Regions from separate parts of the Mus musculus genome. Here region 1 is linked to region 2. The links are chromatin contacts, called in public HiChIP or PLAC-seq maps. All regions are on one chromosome and are shown on one strand. Each heading gives the region's core, a stretch centred on a gene start, on an enhancer-like site or on the middle of the called end of the contact. The rest is flanking DNA. Distances are from core to core; before and after follow the strand shown.

Evidence for each region. HiChIP or PLAC-seq counts read pairs in DNA pulled down with a chosen protein or histone mark.
Region 1: an H3K27ac HiChIP or PLAC-seq map of stem cell-derived neural progenitor cells shows a contact between it and region 2, with 4 times the contacts expected there. The contact joins the promoter of Endod1 here to the promoter of Maml2 in region 2. A contact is called at or near these places in 2 of 115 datasets of contacts at active chromatin or transcription factors (large pre-B cells and stem cell-derived neural progenitor cells).

Annotation. Positions count from the first base shown.
Region 1 is chr9:14,379,342-14,384,577 of GRCm38.p6, forward strand. It overlaps Endod1 (endonuclease domain containing 1), which reads right to left and starts at 1,901. Exons shown (of 2, transcript NM_028013.3): 1 at 1,330-1,901. The coding sequence starts at 1,629.
Region 2 is chr9:13,295,150-13,299,869 of GRCm38.p6, forward strand. It overlaps Maml2 (mastermind like transcriptional coactivator 2), which reads left to right and starts at 2,809. Exons shown (of 5, transcript NM_001013813.3): 1 at 2,809-3,412. The coding sequence starts at 2,915.

The sequences.
Region 1 (5,236 bases), core at 651-3,150, 1.1 Mb after region 2:
GCTTTCCCCTATCACGTTACCAACAGATTAAATCTACCAGGACTCTGTTTACCTTGGTGAAATTATGTGTCTTCTGAGCATCACAGCAGCAGCTAGTATTATGGGTCACTGGAGAACTTGGAGTCCACACCAGTCAACAGGGTCAACTGCTAGTCTCGAGGAAGCAGGATTTGAATGCACACAGGGAGGCAGCAGTTGGTCACTGGGTATATTCAGCATTCGCAGGACTTCACCCTGTTATGTTTGTCCACTCTAGCCACTAATGAACTTAATGAGAATGGACTGGGTTGCTGCTTTCTTCCCAGACCAGGGGTACATAAAGAACTTCTAGGGGTATACTGAGGGAAAGTAAGTTTAGATCGGCACATATCTTCCCTATATGCACAAGCTAAGAACTCTTTCTACTGGCCTGAGCTCAGAGATCCTTACAGCAGGACGCTGGACACAGGAGGATGTGAGAAGGTAATATTGGTGCAGACTGCCTGAAACCTGCCTGGCCAATGGTAGCTGGAAATATGACCAAGGTACAATCCATACTTTCAGGTGGAGACACCTGAAAGCCAGAAGCTTTGTATTGGTGGCCGGCAGGAACCAAGGGCTCTGGGACACACAGGGCTGGAAGGCTGGGGAGAAGTCAGAGAGGCAGGACAGGGTGTCTTACTGCGGAGACCTGGCAGAGGAGAGCCAGTCAGCAGTTTCTGTATGGCCCATGGAAGGCTTTCTCGGTGTTTGATCCCTGCCGCCAGACAGACCCAACACTGTGAAAGGTCACTTGATTGCAATGGTCTGATAATCTACAGATACGAAGATTCAGGAAAAACTGGTTTGTCCTTTCTGCGTGGGTACTACCCCCACTGAGCTTCCCAAAGTCCTTGCACTGTCAGAAGCTTTCCCCTAGCAGAAAGGGCAGTGATTTTCTAGCCTCAAGACCAGCTCACTCATCTCACCAGCTGGGTGGTCTTCTGCAAGCTCCTTCACCCCTCCTTGTCTGGAGCTGCTTCCTGTAAAGTGGGGTGAACTTGCCCACCGCCCAAATGTTGCTGAGGGGATGTGGGCGGGCCTGGGAAGCTTGTGCTTCCCGCGGATCTGCCCGGTCTTGGCCACCAAGGGCTGTCTCCCAGTTCATGTTCTCTACTACCCAGGAAACCAACCAGACACTGCAGACGTCTGAGCCCAAGAGGAGGGAGGGCCATCTCCTCGGGGAACCTCCCGCCCCTGCGGCTTAAGTGGAGACTCCCACCCAGGCAAGGCAGGCTGCAGTTTGGGGATGGGGAGACGCTGGGGGGTAGATCTGAACTTCAGATCCCGGTTCTCCCGAGTCCTGCTTACCTGCGGCTCCAGCAGCCCGCGCTGCTCGGCACTGCGGGACGCCGGGCGCGCAGCGCGAAACGCGGAGAACACGGGGATGCGGTGGCCAGGACTGTACAGAGTGGCGAAGCGCTCGGAGCCCGCGAAGCGTTGACAGATCCTCACGTGCGCTTCGGTCGCCAGCCCGGCGGGTGGGGTCCCCTTGTAGAAGAAACGGTCGCATTCGCCGAAGCCCGCTTGCTGCGGGAGCAGCAGCCGGGCCTGCAACAGCCCTGCCAGGGCCAGGAGGCCGCCCAGCGCCAGCCAGCGCGCACAGCCCATGGCGGCCTCTGCGCGGCCGGGCGCCGCTAGAGCAGGGAAGTCCGCGGTGAGCCTCTCTGGCGGGGCGGCTCTGGGCCAAGGCCGCGCCCCTTCTCCGCCTCCACCCCGAAGATGGCTGCAGTGCTCAGCCGCGGCTTTCTGCGGCTGCACCCACCCCTGGAGACCGGACACCTGCCGCGGCGCTGCTGTGTGCCAGAGCTCCCCCTCCGCGCTGGACTGGCTTAGCCCAAGGGGCTGTCCCCAGGGCTGGCGCTGAGAAGTCGGACCTTGCGTGCACCAGGTTCCTCCGGGATGGGGAGATGTCCACAGAGGAGACGGTGCCTACCCTTCCGCATCAGACCCCAGTTAAGAAACCCTGTTAAAGCCGGGTTTTTGGTAGAGGCAGGGGGATCCGTAAGACCCTGCTAAATAAATAAATAAATAAATAAATAAATAAATAAATAAATAAATAAATAAATAAATAAATACTGATAAAGGAAGTTCTTAGGCAGACAGCACAGCCCGGCCGTGGTTTACTTGGTATGAGCATTAGATATCAAACCGAAACTCAGAAGGGAACAAGACAGCCAACACCCTGTATTCATCCCACTGCTCACATGCCTCTGCACACCCCCACCTTGAATTAGTAGAGTGATAACCGACAAGAGCAGGATCTCTGTTTGGTGAGCCTAGTATTAATTAAAAAACAAGCAAACAAACAAACAAACAAACAAAACATGCTGTTTACGGAATCACTGAAAACCCAGTGTTAATCCACTGCGTGACTCCTACAGGGTTTTAGGATACAGTGAAGGAAGTTGGCCTGAAAAGATGATATCTGAACTGACACCCTGAGGAAGGCAGCCCCAAGCTGGACTTTCCCAGAGGGGAAAAGAATGTGGGAGGGACTTGAGACAGGCTGGTGGAATAAAGAGCAGAGGAATCTGGCTGGGATGTGAGCAGAGTGATTGACTAGGATTAAGAAGCCCAGCCCCGGTTCCCACTCCCAGTAAATAACTAGCTGTGGTGGTGTGCACAGGGACCAGGAGTTCAAAGGCAGAATGGGCTTCTTGGACCCTGACTCAAACTGAAGTAATTAATTTAGTTTAAAAATAAAACTGAGGTCTGGAGCAACAGTATACATTAGGTTAGGGAACTGAGAAGGGCGACTTAGGCTCGTAATTCCGGGACAGAGGTTAAGACCAGCCTGGACTACAAATCAAGACCGTTTCAACAAACAAACAAACAAACAAAATAAATAAATAAAACATCACTGAAAGCTTGGATCTTTCTACCATAACCAGGTTGGGGAGATGGCTTCATGGTCACAGTGACTGCCACGCAAACTTGGCAGCGGGGGTCCAGATATAAGCAAGAGGATCTGTTTGCGTTTGATGCACAGAACCTGAGTTTAAAAAGAAAAGCAGGGCAAGGTGGCACAGACTTGTGATCTCATGTTGGGGGCACAGAAACAGCTAAGTTCTTGGGGCTTGAAGATCAGCTTGGCTTCCTTGGTGAGCGTCAGGTCAGTGAGAGTCAATGTGGACAGCTCTAACACCCAGGACTCTAGCTGTGTACATATCTCTGCCCCACTGCCTCAGACCCACAGTAGGCTTCAGTTTTATCCAAGCCTCCTGTGGGCTGCTGCCAGATATAAACATCTAATGTTGATAATACTGTCGACTTGACTTCCTTGTGCTCATAGCAAAAGACACTGTTTTTGATTTTGCTTTTGATTGCTCACATGTTTACTTTCCAAGGATAAAATTATAAATATTTTGAATTTTATTTTAAAAAATTAAAAATTTCCTTATCTCAAGATTCCAGAGGAAAAACAATTACAGGGTGGGAAGGCTTAGAGCTAATTCAGATATTTGCTGATCGCTCATTCCAGGGGAAGGCTGTCTTAGAAGCATCAAGAATGTTCAAGAATGCTTCCCAGTCTGTCCCTGCTGTCTGCCTGGTCACCCTGAGGCTCTCCCTTTCCACAGACTCTGCTCACAGGCAGGCAGCCCTCATAGTCCAGAGCTTCTGACTCAGGCCTGAGAAAGAGGCAGTGGCTGATGTCAAAGACAATGACATTAGCATACACTTCTGTGGCTTCAGTTTCTAGCCCAAGTTATTTGCAAAGATGAGCTTCCCTTGTCCCCATACCCAGATATTGCACCCTACCACCACACTGAATGAGCTCTTAGGGCTTGCCCTTATCTGTCAAATGTGGATTTTATTCCATCTTCCCTCCTACTCTATGTTGCAGATGGGAAGACTGTCCCTCTACCTCACTCTCCAATCACTCTTCCTGTGCCTTTGAATAAAGCCAGCCCCATGCTGATCATAGGACCACTGAAGCCACCCCGCTCAGCTCTCCTCTCTGACCACTCCCACCTTGCCCCATGCCCTAAGAGCTATTGAGTTTCTTGCAACCCTACAAACACGACACATTGCACTGGACCTTGAGCCTCTACATCAGGAAGTTCTCTTCCCTTGGCTAGCTTTTCTCTGCAGTCTGCCCCAGCTACCCTCACACCCTCAAGCCCTTCACCTTCCTAATAAGCTCATACTTTACGCCCAACTTGAGGTTAAAATTCCCTTCCACTTGTACCTATTAAGCACAGCATTTCCTCCTCCACCTAAGCCATAATTACCTTCACCCTTAGGTACTGTGGTGATTTAAATAGGTATGGCCCCATAGACTCATGTGTTTGAATGCTTGGCCCATAGAGAGTGGCACTATTAGTGGGTGTGGCCTTGTTGGAGGAAGTGTGTCACTGTGGAGGCGGACTTTGAGATTATATATGCTCAAGCAACTCCCACTGTCTGGAACACAGTCTTCTGCTGCCTGCTGATCAAGATGTAGCACTCAGCTCCTCCAACATCACTTCTGTCTGCATGCTGTCATGCTTCTTGCTATGATGATAATGAACTAGACTTCTCAAACTGTTTTCCTTTATAAGAGTTTCTGTGGTTATGGTGTCTCTTTACAGCAATGAACCCCTAACTAAGACAGACATATTCTGTGTGCTAGTTTTAAAGTCAAATCCCATGTAGTGAGAAAGAGGAGAGGGAGGAAAAAGGGAAGAAGAAAGGAAGGGGATAAGGAAAGGGAGGGAAGAAGAAAGACTTTTTCTTACAGCGCTTCATTTAGGCTTGATTGCTCCAGTCCATTTGTTCTCAGAATGCCTCTTTTCCTATTTATGTGTACGAGTGTTTGCCTGCATATGGTATGTGAACCATTTGTAAAGCTGGTGCCAGTAGAGATCATCAGGGGCTATTGAATCCCCTAGAACTGGAGTTGTAGACAAGTGGGAGACTTCATGGGGGTACAGCTGGGCCTCATTTTTAGAAAAATTTCTTTCTTCTTTAAAAAAGACATGATTCACTTTAATTTTATTGTATTTTTTAAAATCTGTGTGTGGTAGCCACAGCGGGTGCTTGGGTCCTCTAAGTAGAGACTCTGGTATGGATTTCCACAAGAACAGTGATTCCTCGTAAGGAAACTTGATGAACACAGTCTCTTTCCAGAGGTCAGGGGTCAGGTAGCTGTAGGTCTTGCAGATGACATCAAAGTTGGCCATGGCAAAGTTGCTCAGAGTGGCAGTGCAGCCCCTGGCTGATGTGTAGCAGTCAT
Region 2 (4,720 bases), core at 1,559-4,058:
CTATTGAGTGAGCACTGTTTTACATTTAAATACTGCAGAGTTGTCTTTTACTGGTTATGGTTGCTAAATATGACAGAAGTAGAAGTTAGTAGAAGTTGCTGCCTACTGAACACTGCTTTCAAAAATGAAATATACGATAGTCAAAAAGCCTTCACTTTTGAATAATTCCTGATGACTCTGTTTCTATTTTTCTTCTCTAACAAATATGGCTCCTTTCTCCACGTGAATGGAGAGGAACTTGGCCTTGAAGAACACAGAGAGAAGGATGTTTCAGAAAAAAAAGGCTAATGTTGTACAGACTGGAGTAGTTGATTCAAAAACAATCCGAGATATTGCAGAATGGAATTATTTAAACAGAGCTAACATGATAGATTAGGGGAAATTTGGGATTAAAGATATTCAACTGGTTAAATCTAAGTCAATAACCCCAAATCCAAAACCCCTGAAATCTGAAATACTTTGAATTCCAAGCATTTTGGATGAGACAAACCCTGTCCTGTCTGAGTGTGCCTGTCTCCATTTCCAACTTAACATCCTGGGGCTTGTGAAAGTGGGCTAAAGTTGGCCAGCCCCCGGGAGATGGAACTGTGGATGAATCCAGGCTTGAGATACATTATTTTTATTTGCTTCTACCCATAGTTCACGTTTGAAGCAGGATCATACTGCTGAAATTCTAGAGTCGCTTAAGTAAATGAAGCTTTGTGTCTGGAAACGTCAGATCCAAATGACTTATAAACTACAGCACTTGAGTTTTTGGTGGTTCTGGCTTCTAATACTATGCCCATCTTAATTTATTCCCTGTAATCGATAAGTACACACTGATTTGTCCAATCTACTTGAGTATTTTACAAGCCACACTATATGAAGATAAGAAATCAAAACCTTTTTTTTTTTGTTGTTATGAATGTTCTTGAAATCATGTGGCATATTATATTTGCCAAGCAGACAGCTACTGACAATACACCTTGTATTTGGTGAATTTTCAAAGGAAAACGATTTTTTTCCTTTCTCAAGATAAGGACAATATCAGCCTCATAAAACGTTTATTTATCCGTGATGATTTATTTGCTCATCAGCTCAAGCCTGTTGCCCAAACTCACTGACTTCCACCAATGGGTCCCCGTAGGAGACAGTGGTGGGCTTCCCTCTCTGCACCTCACAGCACTCACTCACCAACTTCCTCACTGTGCTAATGAGCTTTTCCTCCGTGCTCACCCAGCTCTTGTTGGGGGTGCTCAGTGGTGTCGTTACAGCTTATTGAAAACCGAAAATCATGTCCTCAGGAGGGCTGACTGCGGGCCTGGAAGGGGAAAATACAGTGCCTGTCTGGGAGTTTCTTCAGCATTGAGAGATGCTCAAACCCTTAGGAGGAGACTGGGGAATTTCCCCAGTCTTCCCCCCCATCGCAGCACCCAGGCAGAGGCTGAGCCTAGAGTTGGCGGTAGAGAGATGCCTCTTCAGCCACTGGGAGGCCTCTGCACTCCGTTCCCCGGCGCCTGGCTGCGATTACTCACTGGAGCAGCGGCACCAGCCTTCCACCAGGGAGCCCGAGCTCCCGCCCTCCTCCCCCATCTGCAGCCTGCTGGCTCCCTCTCTCTCTCTGTCTCACTCTCTCTCTCCCTCTCTCTCTCTTTCTCTCCCTCTCGTATCGCAGCACAATGAAAGCCTGTGTTTCGCCGTGAGTCCGAGGAGCGGGAGTCGGTGTCAGGAAAGCGCTCGGAACAGACCTGAAAGAGAAAGGAAAATACAAGCGACTTTTTTCTTCTCTCCCCCCCCCCCACCCGCCCCATCTATAAAGCGAAGCATTACAAGAGATAGAGCCACATTGCCTTTGGGAGTCCAGACCCTCTGAGCCACTGGCCGGGCATGGAATATACAAAACTGGACAGAAAAGTGGCTGGACATGACTCGGTGCAATTTGCTGGAAGTTTGTAAGTTTGACCATCGTTTGTAAATTACTCTCAGAAGACTTTGTCTGTCTTGATACTGTATTAGAATAGAAGTGGGGAGGGGGAGAGGAATAAAAACGTAAGTGGGAAAGGGGGAAATGTGTTGAAGGAGCTCAGTAGCCAGCCACTTCAGACTGCTTTCATTTAAGACTAAGAAACCTAAGAGGGAATCGGGACTTTTGCCGGTGATTGGATTAGCTTGAAGAAAAGAGCATGGTTCTGAAGTCCAATTACTGACGTTGTTAAGACTGAAAAGCTGTCTTCTTTGGGGAGAGGACTACATCCTTCTGTCCCCCCACCCCGAGGAGAAAACACCAACACCGGAGGGAGAGGAAGGGACGGAGAAACCAACATAGTCTTCTCTGATTTCGCACAGTTTGAACATGACTTCGGGAGCCTTGGGAAACAGTCCTGTTGTTTGTTTTTTAACCTGAGGAAAAGTGAAGGCTGCCGGTTCCACAGCCCCCAGGAGAAATGTGTTTCTCTGCAGAAATACCCCTATAAATAATTTCCCGAAGCAGCTAGGTGAGGGGGAGCCCGGATCTCTAGTAATGACTCTATTGATTCCTTTTGCTACGTGCTTCTGCCTCTTCCTTGACAATCCCTGAATTCTTGAACTGTCCCCTAGACTTTGTGTTTACAAAGTACCTAGAGGCTCTTGTCAGCCTGGTGGGGGAGAAAAAAAAATCTACCAACTCCGTCCAACTTCTCCTGAGCTGTCAAATGCAATTAGAGTAAGTTGATCAGGGTTTGTTTCCAACTTCCTCTCTCCAATTGGTTTCTAATCTTTCTCCCCTCCCTCTTGTTACTCGCTCCCCTCCCCCACACCCTCTTCACTGTCTCCCCACCCTCTGGAGACCTCTATTCATGTGCCCTGAACACTGAAACCAGCTTTGCCTGCAATAGCCAGCACCAGCCTCTTGCACCTCACCATCCCAGAGGCAGTAATCATTGTGTCCAACAAGATGGGGGACACAGCGCCCCCGCAGGCCCCCGCAGGAGGGTTGGGAGGGGCTTCTGGGGCGGGGCTCCTTGGAGGGGGCTCAGTCACCCCGAGAGTGCACAGTGCTATTGTGGAACGCCTGCGGGCTCGCATTGCTGTCTGCCGACAGCACCACCTGAGCTGTGAAGGACGCTATGAACGTGGTAGGGCTGAGAGCTCAGACCGAGAGAGGGAGAGCACCATGCAGCTTCTCAGCCTGGTGCAGCATGGTCAGGGGGCAAGGAAGGCTAGCAAACATGCTAAGGCTACAGTCGCGACTGCCACTACCACAGCTCCTCCACCGCCCCCTACTGCCCCTCCTGTGGCCTCCCAAGCGGCAGCCACGGCCCCACCACCTCCACCAGACTATCACCATCACCATCAGCAGCACCGGCTGACCAGTAATGATAACGGTGGGATAAACCGAGAGCAGCCGCCAGCTTCGACCCCGGGGGACCAGCGGAACTCAGCCCTGCTTGCGGTAAGGCACCTGTTTTTCTCCTATGATTCTGGCTGTAGTCATGTGGCCTTTTGCGAAAGTGGTGGCTGTCTTGGCCTCGAATGGAATGGATGGCCATGAAGAAGCCAAGATACCAGTCCCTCAAAAGTTGCTGGGTATGTGTGTGTCGTTGTAAGCTCTCATTCTTAAAGCTACCCGTGCTCATTGTCACTGGACTACACCCAAAGGGTGAAGAGGTAAGAGCCTGGGTTCTCCAGAGGCTCAGAGTCCACAGTTTGTGAAAGAAGACCTTACAGCTGAAAAACCCTTGAGAACCCTCTGCTTTAGCATATTGACTCTGATTAGGCCCAACAAGACATTCTTTACTTGACAGGAACTTAGCTCAGTTGACCTTGTTCATCTTGCCCCATCCTCCTTCCCCTTCTTGTGACCTTCCTCTGGAGTTAAGGGGTGTCTGTGATTGACTATTACTTAACAGTGTCCCCAGAGTTTTAAACAAACATATGGGGAAATACCTCACAGACTACTACAGGAGTGCTTGGGAAGAGGACTACCAGGGTCCTCACAGGCCCCCCCATCCCAGGCCCCAATTCAGTCTTTATTTTGGATCCTCAAATTGAGCACTCACGGAAGCACTGGGGGCTGGTTACTGCGGTTCTAGGAGGCACCATGTCGTCTTCAATCCCTCCTGGTAACAGCACACCAAACCCTAAAGCCTGAGTAAGTTTCTGACTGGAAGTGTTTTCTCAGAGGCTCAGGCAACACCCCCACGCACACATACAGACCCCACAGAGCTTTGAGTCATCATCTTGGTCAGGTGACCCACTGCTGTGGTGTTCCGGCTTCTTCCAAACCGCTAAGCCATTAGCCTTTCCATAGAAGTGGGAAGTCAAGCCCACATGCTTCTCCTGCTAAGCTCCCGAAGTTCTCTGACTGTTCATGGGACAACTGCTGTCTGCCTAAGCCAAGCCTAATGAAAGGCACAGACAGAGAATGGCCATGGGAGCCCCCAAACATTCAGAAAGCCCCAAGGAAGCATGGCACTAAGAAGTTCCTGAAGGAGGAGAAGGCCTGTTCCAGCCAGCCCACGACTTCTTCCTGGCTGCTCTTTCCCATGTCTTTCATCTGCGGTGATTCCCATGGCTCCCAGAAAGCTCTGGGGACTGAGACCGCCGCTCTTCTTCCCCAGAGGGTAAACGTTTTTCTTGGGCTACCTAGAGCTGTGAATCCGAACCCCCAGGTCCAGATGAAAACTACCTATCCATAATTACACTGGCCTGGGCTTTATCCCCGAATGAAACTATTCAGTTTATACTGGAGTTTCTAGGC